Linked DNA regions of Rattus norvegicus: region 1 is linked to region 2. Evidence: chromatin contacts called from public Hi-C data. All regions are on one chromosome and are shown on one strand. Each heading gives the region's core, a stretch centred on a gene start, on an enhancer-like site or on the middle of the called end of the contact. The rest is flanking DNA. Distances are from core to core; before and after follow the strand shown. Region 1 overlaps LOC134480058 (a long non-coding RNA gene). Region 2 holds the start of Sema7a (semaphorin 7A (John Milton Hagen blood group)).

Region 1 (7,485 bases), core at 228-2,727, 50 kb after region 2:
ACAGGTCGAAACACGAACAGTGAATAAGTGGGCAAGGCGGGGCTGAGAATGGGGGATCCTGAGCAGGAGTGAAGGCCCACGGTGAGTGATGGGAGTGGAGGGGCTGGAAGAAGCCGGAATCCCTGACTTTACTATCACGTAGTTCCCTGAATACAAAGGCAACTTCCCATTGGAAGCTCTTCCAGTGGTTCAAGCAAAGGAGCATAGCGTTGAATCAGGGTGAGGGGAGAGGTGATGTGGAGGGCGGGGTGCTTAGCTGTGAAATTGAGAGCACTGGGGCATCAGCATGAGTGGGTAGGAGGGTTGAATTGATGGCTACTGATTCACAAATGATATGCTGGCCTCCTCGTCTGGTTTCTGTTCCTCCCGAGGAAATGTTCATCTATTGCCTGTACGAGTCATCCATCCCTCCACCTAGTGCTAGTCAAGCAAGCGCTGCCTTTTTCCTAGTATGGTCCTATCTGCCAAGTGTCTGCTATGACTCCCCAGTCCTGGCCCCTCTGGGCAGTGGAGAACTGTAGGGTGAGACTGCTGGCTTCGATGGGACTTCACTAAAATTGCCTGACTCTGGTAGCATCAGGCAACTAGGGAGGCAACAGTGAAGGGGCCCTCAGGCAAGCTAGGCCAGCCACAGTCCCTCTTATTCTCCTCTGTAGCCTTCTCCCAGGAAGGGGCCTAGCAGCTGGTCCTGGGCTGACCTGACAGGTATGACAGAACCTCTCACACTAGGGCCTCTGTAGGTGGCTAATAGCTAGAGGTTCTGCCTCAGGAGTGGCCACAACCAGTTCTAGTCCCCTGTCTCATGTCCCAGGTCACAATAAAGCTGGGGTACAAAAGGGTACATCAGAGGCCCACTGGTCCATCCTGTCAGATAGGGAGGGACTAAGGCCTCAGCCAAGTAGATGAGGTAGAGCCCTAGCCTGAGCTCCTTTCGATCTCTAGTTTTTAGTCTCCCGTCCCTTCTATCTTGCTTAACCTGCTGCTCTGGGGCCAGGCCACCCAAGTGTCTCTCCTCAGAGCCCAAGAGGGTCATCTCTACTCCTGCGGGAGCCCTCCTGACTGGCCCTTCTTCCCTTCGTCCCATTTCCTGCCCTGGGGGCTGAGGCATACCTCTCTCCCCACAGCAGCTCGACCATCAGCCTCCACCCCAATGTGATTGCGTGAGGACCTTTAGCATGCAGTCTCCTGCTTAGGCCTAGCTTCCATTGCAAGTTGACTTTCTATGCGGTTATGGCCTGGACACATTCTCTTCCCCAGTCTTTGCCATCTCCTGAGAGCAGAGTTGGAGTAGAGTTGAGTGCGTTTCTAGAATGTTCTCTCAGCTAGTGGGCACACAACACAAGAAGAGAGGGAGGGTTTTGTTTATTTCTTTTGTGCTCAGGTAAGAAAGGATGAACCTCTTTTGTTACCCCTGCCTTGTGTCCTAGGACCAGAGGCAGATGGCCGGCACCTGAGTGTGGCCTTTCTAGGGAACAGCAGTGCCCCCTACTGGCCACCTAAGGTGATCCCAGTTGAGATGTTTTGTTATAACCTGCTGGGTCGCCCCTACAAGGGAGGAAACTCAGTCAGGCTCCATGAAGGCCCTGTGGAGGCTGCAGAAGGGAACTGGAAGGACCATGGCTGGCTTAGCTTGCCCTCCATAAAATGGGATAATAGCACTCAACACCTAGAGCTTGCTTGGTGACTAGACAGACTGATGATGTAGTTTGAAAAGAGCTGTGCAGGTGGAGGATGTAGGTCAGAGGAGAGCAGAGTGGAGTTCTGGAAGCTGCCTCAGACGCCGGCCTGGGCTCTGCTGAGGAGAGAAGATCCTGCTTGGCATGGCTCTACTACCTAATGGCAGTACTGTCCACGTAGGCCAGACCTCCACCACTCCAAGGCAGGATGGTCTGTCTCTGGAAATGTCTCCTGGGACTGTCTAAGAGGCACAGGTGACCAAAGACTTTAGACTTTACCCTAAAGGCTCACCACCTGTTTTAGGTGACAATCTTAGGCCCAAACGAGTACTGATAGTCTTAGGCTCCTGGTTCCTTTTCTACTTCATTATTATCCCCTCCTCCAGTTCCCATCAGCCACTTTGAATTTCTTCTTAAGGGGATAGATACTGCAATTAAGACAAAAATCACAGAGAGGTTAAATTTCCTCAGAGCCACACAGCAAGTGAGTGGAGAACAGGGGTGGAGTCTACTGGAGCCAGTCCAATCCCCATACTATAGTACCTTTCAGGGCCTCTGTGAGTGTGTGTGTGTGTGTGTGTGTGTGTGTGTGTGTGTGTGTGTGTGTGTGTAGAAGTCTGGGGAAGTAGAGAGATGGAGCTTGAGTGCGCTTGGGAGGAATGTTGAGCTTGGGTTTGAGGTTTAGTGGGGCAGGGCAGAGAATGCTGGTGGGTTTGACCCTGTGTGACAAGAGTGTGGGGCTGCTCATGCTGTATGGGTTGTGAGAGGAGGGGCAGAGGGCTGTGTATATGGCTATGTTTAAGAGGCTAAGGAGCTATTAGCTGGGTAGCCGGAAGAAGGGAGAAGCTACTGATCAAGATTAGAAGTACAGAGTGGGTAGGTGTTGCTGGGGGTCCAGACAGAGAGAACCACACACAGACACAGGGAAGTGGGTACCAGAGAATTGAGGTGAACCTGTGGGTAGACGCTATATATAGGGATGTTTCCCTTCCCTTCCCTTCCTTTCCGTTCCCTTCCCTTCCCTTCGATTTCCTTTTATTCCTTTCTTTTTAAAAATTTGAGACAGGGTATAACTTGCATCCCTGACTGGCCTGAAAGTGGCTATATAGACAAAGCTGGCCTCACACTCACAGAGATCTGCCTGCTTCTGCCTTCCAAGTGCTGGGATTAAAGGCGTGTGCAGTGAGGGCAGCATCTCCCAGAGTCCTAACTGAGGGTACTGAGCTCCTCCCCCAGCACATGTGAGCAGCTCAGCCTCTCTGTAGGGTAGGTGCCCTCTGCAGTGGGTGGTAATAACATACTCAGACCAGCGACTACTTCCTAAGCTTCACCCGGGTGCACCCTGATGGTGACCCCAGCTCTTGGAGACTCATCTACTGCGTGGGCAGAGACTTTCCACTTGGCCGGGAGAGGCTTCTTCCTTTTCTACATGCAAGCCTTCCTGCTGGGGTGTTTCATCTGCCTCCTTCATCCCATACCCACCCAAGGCTGGCCCTGGGTGGGCTGAAGACTTCCTGCCTGGTTGGCACAGGAGTGGCAGAGGGAGGGCTCCTGCGATATCCCAGCTGGCCTGGGGGGCTGCACTCCCAGATTGGCCCCTGGGAGGGGCTCCCGACATGTTTCTTTAGATGTGTAATTGGAATCTCATGGGCTTGGTAATTAGGGGAGGCAGCAAAGCACTCTAGAAATGACTGTAATTATAGTTACAAACCAGCAGCTAAGCCAGGAGTTTCGGTGATCACCTGGGGGAACTGGCTGGGGGAGAGGAGAGAGTTGGCTACCGAGGGTTTACTGTGGGCCAGATGTCTACTGTGAGTATCATGAACCAGACACCAGGCCCCTCCACAGATCTCTGGGGGGGGCTCTCTAGACACCCCCAGAGGCCTGGAGACCATCTGGCTTCTGGCCCCAATATGACAGAGGGGAGACGCCTGGAGAAAAGTGGGGACTTGGCCAAAGTGACAGAGCATTAATAGCAGAACTAGGGTGGAACCCAGATGTCCTCTCAGAGAGAGAGAGAGAGAGAGAGAGAGAGAGAGAGAGAGAGAGAGAGAGAGAGAGAGAGAAAGAAGGAGGAGGAGAGGGAGAGGGAGAGAGGGAAGGAGGGGGAGAGAGAGAGAGAGGGAGAAAGAGAGAGACAACACTTTGGTTTCTGTTCTATGCCATGCTCTCTCCTTTCCTGTCAACTCCCTCCACAAGCTCGGCATACTCCTTGTCCCCTCTCTGGAGTATTTAGAGTCTAGCTTCAGCTCAGTAGCATCATTTCCTCTGGGACGCCTTCTCTGTCTCCTGACTGACCACCCTAGCTTGAGTGGGCGGTCTTCCTCAGCGCCAGTTTGTGTGAACCTGAGAACCGAGAATTGTTTTCAGGAATTTTGTGACGGTTGTTAAACATAGCTACTGTTAATAATTAAGTTACATAAACTTGTAATTAGGTATATTTATACACACTGGAAACATCGTCTTCTAACTTGCTACACTTTTCAATTATCTGAGCTCATAGGTTCTTTGTGCCTACTGTATCTGGTGGTGGAGACTCACTGATAGTGGTGTGAACCCACTTAGTGTTTAGTGGTGTTACACTGGGGTTCTTGAATCAGGAGGTAGGACTATTTAAAACACTTCAGTCCTGTACCCCTAGCGCCCTGCTCCCAGCTCACAGAGAAGGTTGTTGAAGTCTCCAGCTTCCACTGGCTTACCTTTGACCTTTTGGTCTCTAGCAGGCCTGGTGTCCAGCGAGGGCTTAAAAGATTGAAGCAAGGGAAGGGAGAAAGTGGTTATTACCTCTGGAAGACTCATTACCTGTTTTCAACAGCTGCCCTCAGGGTTGGTTCTGGGTCCTGCATTACCCTGGGGCTCTCAAGGGAACAGTACCATGGAAGGGGTCTATGGATCGGTAGGTCCTGGGATGTCGGGAGAGCTGCTTTCTAAGGCAAGGGCAGCAGGGCACCAGATAGCCAGGTAGGTGTGGGTGGTTTTGGCAGGCCTCACAGGCGGCTGGGCCCAGGAAAGGTCCTGCCTCTTCCTGCCCCTAATGGTCTTGGCAAGGTGCCACCTTCTGGTACCCCTCTTCCCCAGGCCACAGCAGGAAAATGGGTGGAAAGGCTTTGGAGTTGGGCCAGCTTTTAACAGGTATCTAGTGGGTGAAGGCTGACTGCATGCATAAGACAGGCTGAGCAGCTCCACTGTGGGAAGATATACTTGGGTACCCAGGCACGAAATTCCCAGGGGCCCTTCAATTCGAGGTGAGTACAGGACTTACTGGGGGCCAGAGGGAACAGTTTGTTCCCCAACTGGAAACTTTGAGACTAGCATGAAGCATGTGCACAGTAGTGGCTCAGTAAATGTCCGTCAAACCAGGAAAATAAAAACTAAACTCAGAAAGAGAATGGGACTCAGGCTTGACACCATTGCCACATTTGCCCTGACTTCACTCGGGGCTTTAAAATTTTTAGGGTGTTTTGAGACCGGTTCTCACTAATGTAGATCTGGCTGTCCTGTACTCGCCCTATGTAGCCCAGGCTGGCCTTGAACTCACAGAGCTCCATATGACTCAGCTTCCTGAATTCTGGGATTAAAGGCATGTGTTGCTACACTTGGTTATCACTTAAGGTTTCTGAGGGAACACAGGTAGGACCTGTGTGGGCACTGTGCGTTCTTCCTCAGACCCAGAACCCTATATCTCCCTGTTCTCCTCTCCCTGTCCTAATCTGCAATTCCGTCTTCCTCACAGGAAGCTGGGAGAAGCGAGTGAGTTAATTTCATACAAATCATCTAGATTTGGTTGACCCAAAGTAACCTTCTGAAACAAGCGAACTGCCACTGGCAGTTTCTAGGAAGCCCCTCACACCTTACCTGAGTTGATGGGAACTCACGGAGGGCTTCTCCTCTCCCATTTTCTGCTGCCCTCTAGTGGAACTCAGAAGTATCTCCCTAAGACGACACCGTGAACTTGTCTGCAGACGTAATTCTTCAGATTTCAATGGAAACTGGCCATTTAAAAAAAAGGTTGACTTTGCGTAGACTAAGAACCCTGTCCGCTTGTGCCCAAATAGAATTCACCTGTGGGTAGCCATTCGTTGGTGTGGGGTTTTTTGTAGCTGTAGTTAAAATGTAGCAAAAAGGCAACCAAGAGGTATCTTTTTCTTCTTGACATTGACAATTGACTAGTGGTAAGTTTTAGGGTGTTATGACCCGTAACCTAACCTGACACACTCCTGCCAGCATCCTCACCCACCACTTAAGATCCTCCAAACTTGGGGACAGCCTGTCAGTTTTCTCAAGTTCTTACTCTTTGTCCTACAATATTAAGACTGTGACCTTGTGTTTTGGCTCCTGCCCTGGCACTGTAGCAGCATCTTTGACACAGGGTAGAAAACAGAATTCTTTCTTCCAGCTCTGGAGAGCTGGGGAGCTGGAGGGTGAGGGCTGGCATCTGCTGAAGGTCTTCTTGAGGCACGATGCCTTAGTGGGAAGCGACGGGCGAGCGGGGACATGGAGGAGCAAGAGGAGCTAAGTGCTGTGATACGGAAAGCGGCCCTCTCCAGGGCAGCCCTTGCGTCCTAAGCACTGTTATTATTGTCATTATTTTGAGACTGGGTCTCAGCTCCCTAATTACCTATTACAGGCTCCGTCTCCCATTACTGTTGCATTAGGGATTAAGTTTCCAACACAGGATTTTTTTTTTTTTTGGCGATAGCTAATCTTTTAAAAAATGTTATTAGCATATGTTAATTATACATAATAATGGGCTTCTTCGTGACACTTCATGTATATACATATTGCCATTGGAGTCATTCTCATCACACTGTCTTCTTTCCTTCCACTGCCTCTAATCCTCATTCTCTTCCCAGTAGTGTGTGTGTGTGTGTGTGTGTGTGTGTGTGTGTGTGTGTTTCAGTGAGTTTCATTGGGGATGTTTATAGGAGCATGAATACCTTACCCGTGACTAGAGTAAGAAGGAAAGAAAACATCTCTCCCTTTCCCATCAATTGTTAACGCTGAATAAATACTTGGGAGAGATGGGACCCCATAAGCACCCACCCCATGACAGGGTGTCATGGGCTCAGTCTTGCCCAGTTGATGACATGCAATGTGAGATCAAGTGTACAACAGCCACGTCATGCCTGGAAGTCATCGTTTCACACGTCTTCCTGCTCCAAACCCTTCTCCCAGATCTTATGTTTTCTGTCCCCTCCTTCATCAATGTTCCCAGAGCCGGGGGCTGATGTAGATGTTCCTTGTACGGCTGGACATTCAAGTACCTTGGCCAGTTGGGTGTATTTCTCTGACCAAAGCTGATGGCAGCGTTATTCTGTAAGTACAAATGTAGTGCTCGGAAGGCAAGCTTGTCGGACACATCGTGTCCACTTAGCCAAACAACAGTTAGGACTTCTCCCCTGTGACCTCCTCGGCCACAGGCTTTTGATTTGGCTTACGGTACCAGATGTGGACGCACAGGGCATAGCAAACATGTTATTATTACACAGTGGGCTCATCTTGCAGTCATCCAGACTGTCACACCTGGGGGCCACAGAGGAGTAAGACTAGTGATGATAATTCTCCTTCAGCAGCCTTTTGGCACAGTGAGGGCTGGTCAGAAGGAAGGAAGCTTCCAGTCTAGTTCTGGCTTAATGTCTGTATCTCCTCAGGTCAAGGGGCAAGGCTCTCTAGGGGTACAATGAACCATAGCACAGCTTTTCCTCTGATACCTGCCTCAGAACATGTACGTGCTAGGTGCTCAGTGAGTAACTATGAATTAATAATGAATTCACTACAGCCAGATAAGAAAGGACCACTACAAAAAATG
Region 2 (7,299 bases), core at 894-3,393:
CCCTAGAGAGACCACCTGAGTTAAAGCCCCAGTTCTGTCTCTGTCCGCCTGAGTGAGCTTAGATATATTGTATCACCTTTCTATGCCTCAGTTCCCTTGCTCATAAAGAGAGATGAACTCTAGCACCTAGCTCCCAGGATCCCGAAGTGGAAGTGTGTGTTAAAGTGAGGCTGTGAAATGTACACAGCGTGTAATAGTAGCCACACTATTGGCAATTGTTATCAGAGTCAGAAAACTTGGCTTTCTGTCTCCATGCATTTCCAATTGATCTCAGACAGACCCCTGTTGGCCTGGATGCCTCAGTTTCTTCCCTAAGATGGAGTCATGCTTCCTTACTCAGAGGGAAAGAATGTAGGTCTGGCAGGAATGATGTAGGCGGAAGTGGGCTGTATTTTCTGAGTTACTGTGCACATGGGTAATGTTTTCATTTCAGATGCACTTGAATTCTTGGTTCTTAAAGGCAGGGATAGGTGACTTCTTAACCTGCTTCAATCGTTTATAGAAATGAAGACACTGGAGTGCATAACTGCCCAGAAAATGAGTCACTGGGCTAGAAAGCAAGTATTCTTAGAAGCTACGTTGGCCTGGTCAGTTTGCCAGCTTTGGGGCCACAAGATTCAGTGCAGGCCCGGGAAGGAGTTCTTGGGCTGTCTATGGCCTTTTCTCTGAGGTTGTGACCCTAGGCACCATGAAGCTAGTGACTCCGTGTATAGGGTAAGAAGCTAGCCCTGTGTGTCTCTAGACCCCTCCCCACATGGAGATCTGGAGGAATTCACCTTAGTGCCTAGGGTACTTTAGGGGCTTTTAGGCATGGAGAAAACAGCTAGAAACAGAATGTGCAATTGGCAGAGCTAAGATTCACAGTATCAAAACTCTCCTGCCCGTGGAGCAGTGAAGAGGGCTGGCTCTGAGGTCAGGGCATCCTGCCCAGTGTCTTTGCCTGTGTCTGCAGCATGCTCAGTATGTCTAGCTCTGTGGGTTTTGAAGGTCGAGTCTTTGTTTACTTCTGTTCGATCTTCCTCACCCCTGTCTCTTCTTGGTGCAGTATACCTTAGACTACATATACAGTAAGCACTAGGTAAGGACATGCTGACCTGGATGGATTTCCCAGTCATGGTTCCCAGGGGTGCAAGCAGAGGTAGGGAGACTGTGCCAAGGGGCACGGGAGACCCTTTTACAAAGAGCAGACAGAGTGGCTCTGAGACCATAAGCCAATGACAGAGTTCCCTGGGTTGTTCAAGTGACTGCAGAGGGGCTGAGGCCTGGAACCTCTGATGGAACTACCACGAGTCACCAGGTTGCCCTTGGTAGGTAGCTGAGCCTTAGGCAGAGAAAGAGATCCCTTCAACTGGTCTGACCTTCCCTCTCTGACTATGAGCCTTGTGCCCCTCACTTTCTTCTTGGGGAAGGGGCCTTCCTAATTATATCCCCCTCAGCGCACATGGAAATGAGTTTGGATTTTCTGAGCATACACCAGCTGGCTGGGGGGAGGCAGCCCAGAAGGCTGCTGACTGGGGAAGGGAGGAGAAAGGAGAGGGAGAGGAGGAAGCCAGGCCAAGATGAAAAATTCCCAGTGTTCTCTCAGGCAGAGCAATAAGTGGGGCGTTGTGGGCACCCCACACATCATAGACCTCTTCTCTCTTTCCTCCACAGAGGAAAACACCTTGCTCTGGCTGATAGGATCATCAGAGAGTTGAGTCCCACTCCGGCAAGCCCATTCTCTGAGAATGGTTCTCTGACTACAAACCACTTAGCTGGCAGCAAGGGGGTTGTCCGGTGTTAGACTCATCCATGCGCTGAGAGATCCTTACGGATCTCCTAGGCCTTTCTTTCCACTGGGGCAAGGGAAGTGGAACTGAAGCCCAGAGGAGGAATGGGATCTGTGCCTCATGACAAACCACAAGTCTGTCTTCTTTGCAGCTGGGTTCTCCCGGTGGAGTTGCCTGCGTGCGGGTAGCGAAGGTTCTTCTGGCAGGTCGCCGCACAAGCTAGGGGGCCCACGGGCAAAGCTAGAAAAGGCTGCGAGGGGCGGGGGGAGGGGCGGGGTGGGGTCAGGCGCTTGACTCCGCCTCCTGGCGCTAGGTTCTGCCTGCGGCCGGGCGCTGGCTCAGTCTCGGCTGCTTGCCGCTGTCGCTCCGGGGCTGCGGGATGACGCCTCCTCCTCCCGGACGTGCCGCCCCCAGCGCACCGCGCGCCCGCGTCCTCAGCCTGCCGGCTCGGTTCGGGCTCCCGCTGCGGCTGCGGCTGCTGCTGGTGTTCTGGGTGACCGCCGCCTCCGCCCAAGGCCACTCGAGGAGCGGACCCCGTATCTCCGCCGTCTGGAAAGGTAGGCGGCGCCGGGCGGCCGGCGGGGCGCGGGATCGGACGCTGTGCGGGGCGGGTGCAGAGTGTGCGGCACCCGGAGAGAGTGCGTGTGCGCAGCTCTGCGGGTCTCAGGCTGGCCCCGAAGGGAGCGTGTGGGTCCGGGTGAGTGTATGTGAGTGTACGTACTGTCACGCCGGAGCGGGCTGGAGCGCTGCAGCGTGCGAGCTAGTGGCTGGGGCCCGGGCCCAGCTAAGTGGCGCTCCAAGTCCAACGGCAGCTCTGAGCCCGAGCCGCAGCGCCCGAGCGCGGGGGGAGGCTGCGGGCCCCTGCCTCGCTGAGGCTCTTTGGCTCTCCGCCACGGGGTCTACTATACAGGACCCTTCTTTCCCCTGGCCAGCTTTCTCACCCCGATCTCCTCCTTGGAAGCTGCGGGCTCTGCTGGCACGCGGGGCTCAAGCTCGGCTGGTGAAGGGGGCGCGGACCCATTGCCGCCGCCGCTGCGCTCGGGCTGCGGGAACAAAGACCCCGCCGCCTGCCCCCGCCCCCGCCCCGGCCCGGAGCGCGGGCCAGGCAAGGGGGTGGGTATCCTGCGGCGACCCGGGACAAGATGCGGTGCAGGGGCTCGGAGCACCTGGGCGCTGTCTCTGTAATGCTAGGACCGGCCGCTCCCCCCTTGCCCGCACGTGGCAGTTGTCACCAGAAATCGGCACTAGCATGGGGAGGGGGGACAGTGCCCATTGGGTGGGGCGAGGCCATTGGGACCCCCAAGCGGCGTATTTGGGGAGGAGTGTGCAGCCTTAGGACTGTAGTGAATATGAGAACCTGAGGGACTGTAGTCTTTCCCTCGGGCATCTCAGTTTAGACCTACGGATCGTGGGACAGAAGGCTGGCTAGGTTGGGGTTGGAGGCTTTCTGCCGCTAGGGACTGAACTCCCCTCCCTGCATTGCACACAAATGCCTCCCCACCCCCAGGCAAACTCAGCTCTGTACCCAAATTTGGCATCTCTGCAGCCCCTCCCCTAGTGGTGATGGGGGACTCACACCGGGGGCTGGGGTACTGGTCCTGTCTGTCCCTACTGTCCCTTTGATGCCTTGGCAGTTTGCAGGGATTGCGGAAGTCTGAGCATTATCTGGGGCAGGTATTCTTAGCAGAGGGGGGGAACCCACATAAAATGAGTGTCCCGAACTGCCGCAGCAGCTGAGAGAATGTGACTTGCCCAAGGTCACTGGGCAGTGCGGGCACTCACTGTGCAGGAGAGGGCTCTGATCTGACCCCAGATCTGTCCTGGGCCAGGGTTAGGGAGAGGAGAAGGATTTAGATGATTCTTCAGCTATAAACGAGGTACTCTGGTCTCCAACTCTGCCAGAGCCATACCTGGTGGAATAGGTACATCGTATCTGGACCTCAGGACCTCCCATTCACGATGGACACCTGCACGCTCCAAAGTCGCACCCACTTCAGCCTCTCTTCCTCTGTCCCTGCCAGCGTTTTAACTTGTCTTCCTCCCCCTGTCTTGGACAGCACAGAGTATGAGTACGCCAGAGGAGACAAATGGTTATGTCTGCGTGTTCAGGAATCTCCCTCTGTATCAAACTCCTTTCATTTGATTGTGCTTGTCCCCTCAAATCCTTCCGTGACCTCCCGCCACATGCTTAATGCACACCCACTTGTTAGCACTTAATGCATGCCTCTCCATCCCTGGCACTTAGTCCTTCCTTACCCTGAGTCTATTTAAAGCTGCTTTCAGCCCTCTTACCCACTTTTCAAGCTCCCAGCCCACCCCTACACGCTGCTTCCCTTGCCTGCACTTCACCGTGTGACCACACTGGTAATGCACTATTGAACCCCTCTGGCTGGGATCCACCAGACACTCACCAATCTTGTCCAAGGACAGTCTGCAGTCTCCTTCACAAGTGCCAGGTGCCCCACTGGCCAGACAGGCCCTGCCATTGACCTGCCCCCAAACCCCCAGGGCCACCAGCTGGTGATGGTGTGCCCAGCTGACAGCTGCCTCCTGTCTCCTATGGGGTAACACATGGCAGTCGACTAGTAGGGAGTTTGGATAGGGCCAACCCGGGCACAGAGGGAGAGAGAGAGAGAGAGAGACCCTCCCAAGGTTCGTAATAAGCCTAGGGCCCTGTCTACCTGTGGATGGGACGTAGCAACCTTCAGGGATGACCAGACTATGGATGGTGGCAACCCTACATACATTTCCCTATAAGACATAGATTTAGAGTTTAGTTTTGTGTCATGACAAAATAGGGACCGGAACAGGTTTAGAAATGTCTTTATTTTCTTGGCTTGGTTCCCATCCTCACTCCAAGTCTTAGTGAAAGGTTAAGGGAGGGGCTTTGAGAGGGTCCCAGACTGCAATCCGCAACCAGGTGAATGCAAGCCTGGTGCAGAACAACTTGGACCAGAGAGAAGGGTGTTCCAACATAGACTGCTGGGTATCACCCCGAGTCCTGCACCCGTCTTTGACTCCCAGAGGTTGCCAGAGCAGGAAGAGTTTTGGAGGTAGTCCCCACGGGGCATCACTAACTTGTGAGTCAGTCAACAATGTAAATGTGACTCTGATCTTCCTTCAAGCAAGGGCGGGAAACAGTGGATGGTAGGTGAGGGCATAGTGTGGCAAGAAGTTGGTATACTTGCTATGCTCTGTGCTTCTTCCCAAGAGTTGGAATAGGAGAAGCCCATGGAGGTCCTGAGCCCCAAGTCACAGTGATCCAGCCTATCCACAGAAGGGAGTCCAGTCTCCAGTCTCCAGTCTCACTGCCCAGCTGGTTCTTCCCCCTCTGGCCCAATTAAACAACAGGATGTTATTGTTGACTTAGGAGCTTCTGGGTAGCCATTAAGGTGCCACTCCCAAGGGTAGGGGGGTTGTTGTCACCTCCTCCAGGAGATGAGGTCACAGCTGGGGCTCCCCAAGCATCAGCATTTCCAGTGGAAATCCCTGCCCTCTTGGGGGACTTAGATGAATTCATCACCTTCAAGGTGACCCCCCCCCGCAGAACTGAGGGGGGCAATCCCCACGAGGAACGGGGATTTCCTAAGCTACAAGAGATGCTTGGTGAGGTCCCCAGAAGCTCCCTGCCAAGTTCTGTGATGGCTTCGTGCTGAACATCGAAGATTCTGAGAGTAGGTACTGGGGGTAGAGCTGCAGGTCTAAGTCCACACAGATCCAAGTTGACTCAGGCACCTCAGGTAGGAATAGGTGGGGAGTCAGTCAGGAGCCTGGCTCTGGCCTATTTGTTCTGGCTTCATTTACTCTGTGACTCTGGGTGGTGAGTCTTGGCCTTCTTCTGAGCCTCAGTTTCCTCAGCTCAGATGAGGGGGCGGGCAGAGAGACAGACAGACAGACAGACTGACTGACTGACTCATTCACTGCTGGGTCACAATTCCTCCAGATTCCTTTTTCCTTAGGATGAGGAGGGCAAAGCTGAGGCTGGGGTGGCCAGTTTAGATGTTGGTGTTAAGTGGCCGAAACCCAGGCAGTCAGGGGAAATCCTTGAGTCTTGTTCCTTCTTCTCTTTCCTATTATAGGCTGAAAGTCAAGGGTGGGTCGCAGGGAATGGCCTGTTGGCGTACAACCTCAAGGGTGGACACACATTTATCAGGCACTTTCTGAGTTCAGCTTTGTACTGGTGCTAGATTGGACTCAAAGGTCCAGCAGAGAAACTAAATGAGTTAGTGTCCTTGTAGTTAGGAAGCCTGGGCAGATAAACCTGTAGGTACACTGACAGGACCGGCAACAGAGAGCAGTCATGGGGCTGACTGGCCGTGGAAGTCTGCCTGGCCGGCCAATGAGGAAGGACAGAGGAAGCACCTGTCTGACAGGGTTGAGGCAGCTTTGGCCAGGGATCCAGCAAGGTGCTCCCTTCTCTCCCACTGTGTGGCCCCAGCTGGCCTGGAACTTGCTATGTAGTCTAGTGTGACCTTGAACTCACATAAATCTACCTGTCTCTGTCTCCCTAGTGCTGGGATTAAAGGCCTGTGCATCACCATACCCGACTTCAGCAAGTTTCTTGGAGATGATATCCAAGCCGGGCCTCTTGTCACTGCATGGGCAGCCTTCTAGAGAAAGATAGTGGCAGGCAAGGCTGTCCTAGGTCCCTGAGGGAAGTTGTAGTGGGATTCAGGACCACTAGGACCTTCCCATCAATTCCTGACTAGGGGAAGAATTCTTCACGTAGGAGGCCTGCCATGCCCTTTCTCTGCACGTAAGGCAGAAGAAACCCCCTTGTATCTAAACCTCGTATTGCAGATAGGGCAAGTACTATTCATCTGACCAACTTCCCCTTCCAGGTCCTCTTTGAGAGTAGATAATTTTCTAGGTGGAATATGATGTTTTCTGCACTTCAGAGAAGTAAACTGTTCACTTTGAGGAGCACTAGGCCAGGTAGTCTGTGAGGCTCAGCCTGCAGGGGGCAGTCGTGAGAACAGTGACCCTAGAGTTGCCTGCTAGAGTTGCAGCCTGCCCTCCACCTTCTTCTACACCCTCGTTGGACCCCAGTTCAGGCTGATTGTGTCTTAAGAGACTCACCACACTTCCCTGCCTCTTACTAGAAGCTCTGAACCAAAAGGCTTCTGCTTCTTAGGTTCCTTTTTTTGGCCACCCCAGAAGCCCTGCTCTTCTTAAGGGATAGGAGAGACAGGCTCTTGATCTGCCCTGGCTGTGAAATGTGGACTGGCTGCCCGGTGTGTGAGCATCTGACTGTCAGTGAACCAGGCAGACCAGAGGAAAAGGAGAAAGTAAAGGACTACAGAGTCCAGAGGCTTCTACCTTCCTTAGCCAGCCCAGGTCCCAAGTTACTGCCCTACCACAGGAGAAGGGTCTCCAAGCCTTTCCCTACATCTAGCCTTCTTCACTCTGGCCTCACTGTCCCATATGAAGATCACACTCTGACCTCCTCAACATCCCTCCATCCCTCTGGGACGCTCTGTTGAATATTCTACTTAGAACACACAGTCACACAGAGCACTGCTTCCTCGAA

The links. A called contact is a pair of places that touch in the nucleus more often than the background predicts.
Region 1: a contact with region 2 is called in a Hi-C map of the Rat2 cell line, with 11 times the contacts expected there. The contact joins the enhancer-like site here to the promoter of Sema7a in region 2. A contact is called at or near these places in 12 of 12 Hi-C or Micro-C datasets (the A7r5 cell line, the Rat2 cell line, Schwann cells and 7 more) and 1 of 1 datasets of contacts at active chromatin or transcription factors (oligodendrocytes).

What each region holds. Positions count from the first base shown.
Region 1 is chr8:67,292,379-67,299,863 of GRCr8, forward strand. LOC134480058 (a long non-coding RNA gene) reads right to left here. Exons shown (of 3, transcript XR_010054191.1): 2 at 5,532-5,665. Among named protein-coding and RNA genes, the nearest start is that of Cyp11a1, 23 kb to the right of the region's middle. Within about 2 kb of position 1,478, at least 2 of the 93 cell types and tissues checked have an H3K27ac peak or open chromatin away from gene starts, as enhancers often do.
Region 2 is chr8:67,242,175-67,249,473 of GRCr8, forward strand. It overlaps Sema7a (semaphorin 7A (John Milton Hagen blood group)), which reads left to right and starts at 2,144. Exons shown (of 14, transcript NM_001108153.1): 1 at 2,144-2,326. The coding sequence starts at 2,149.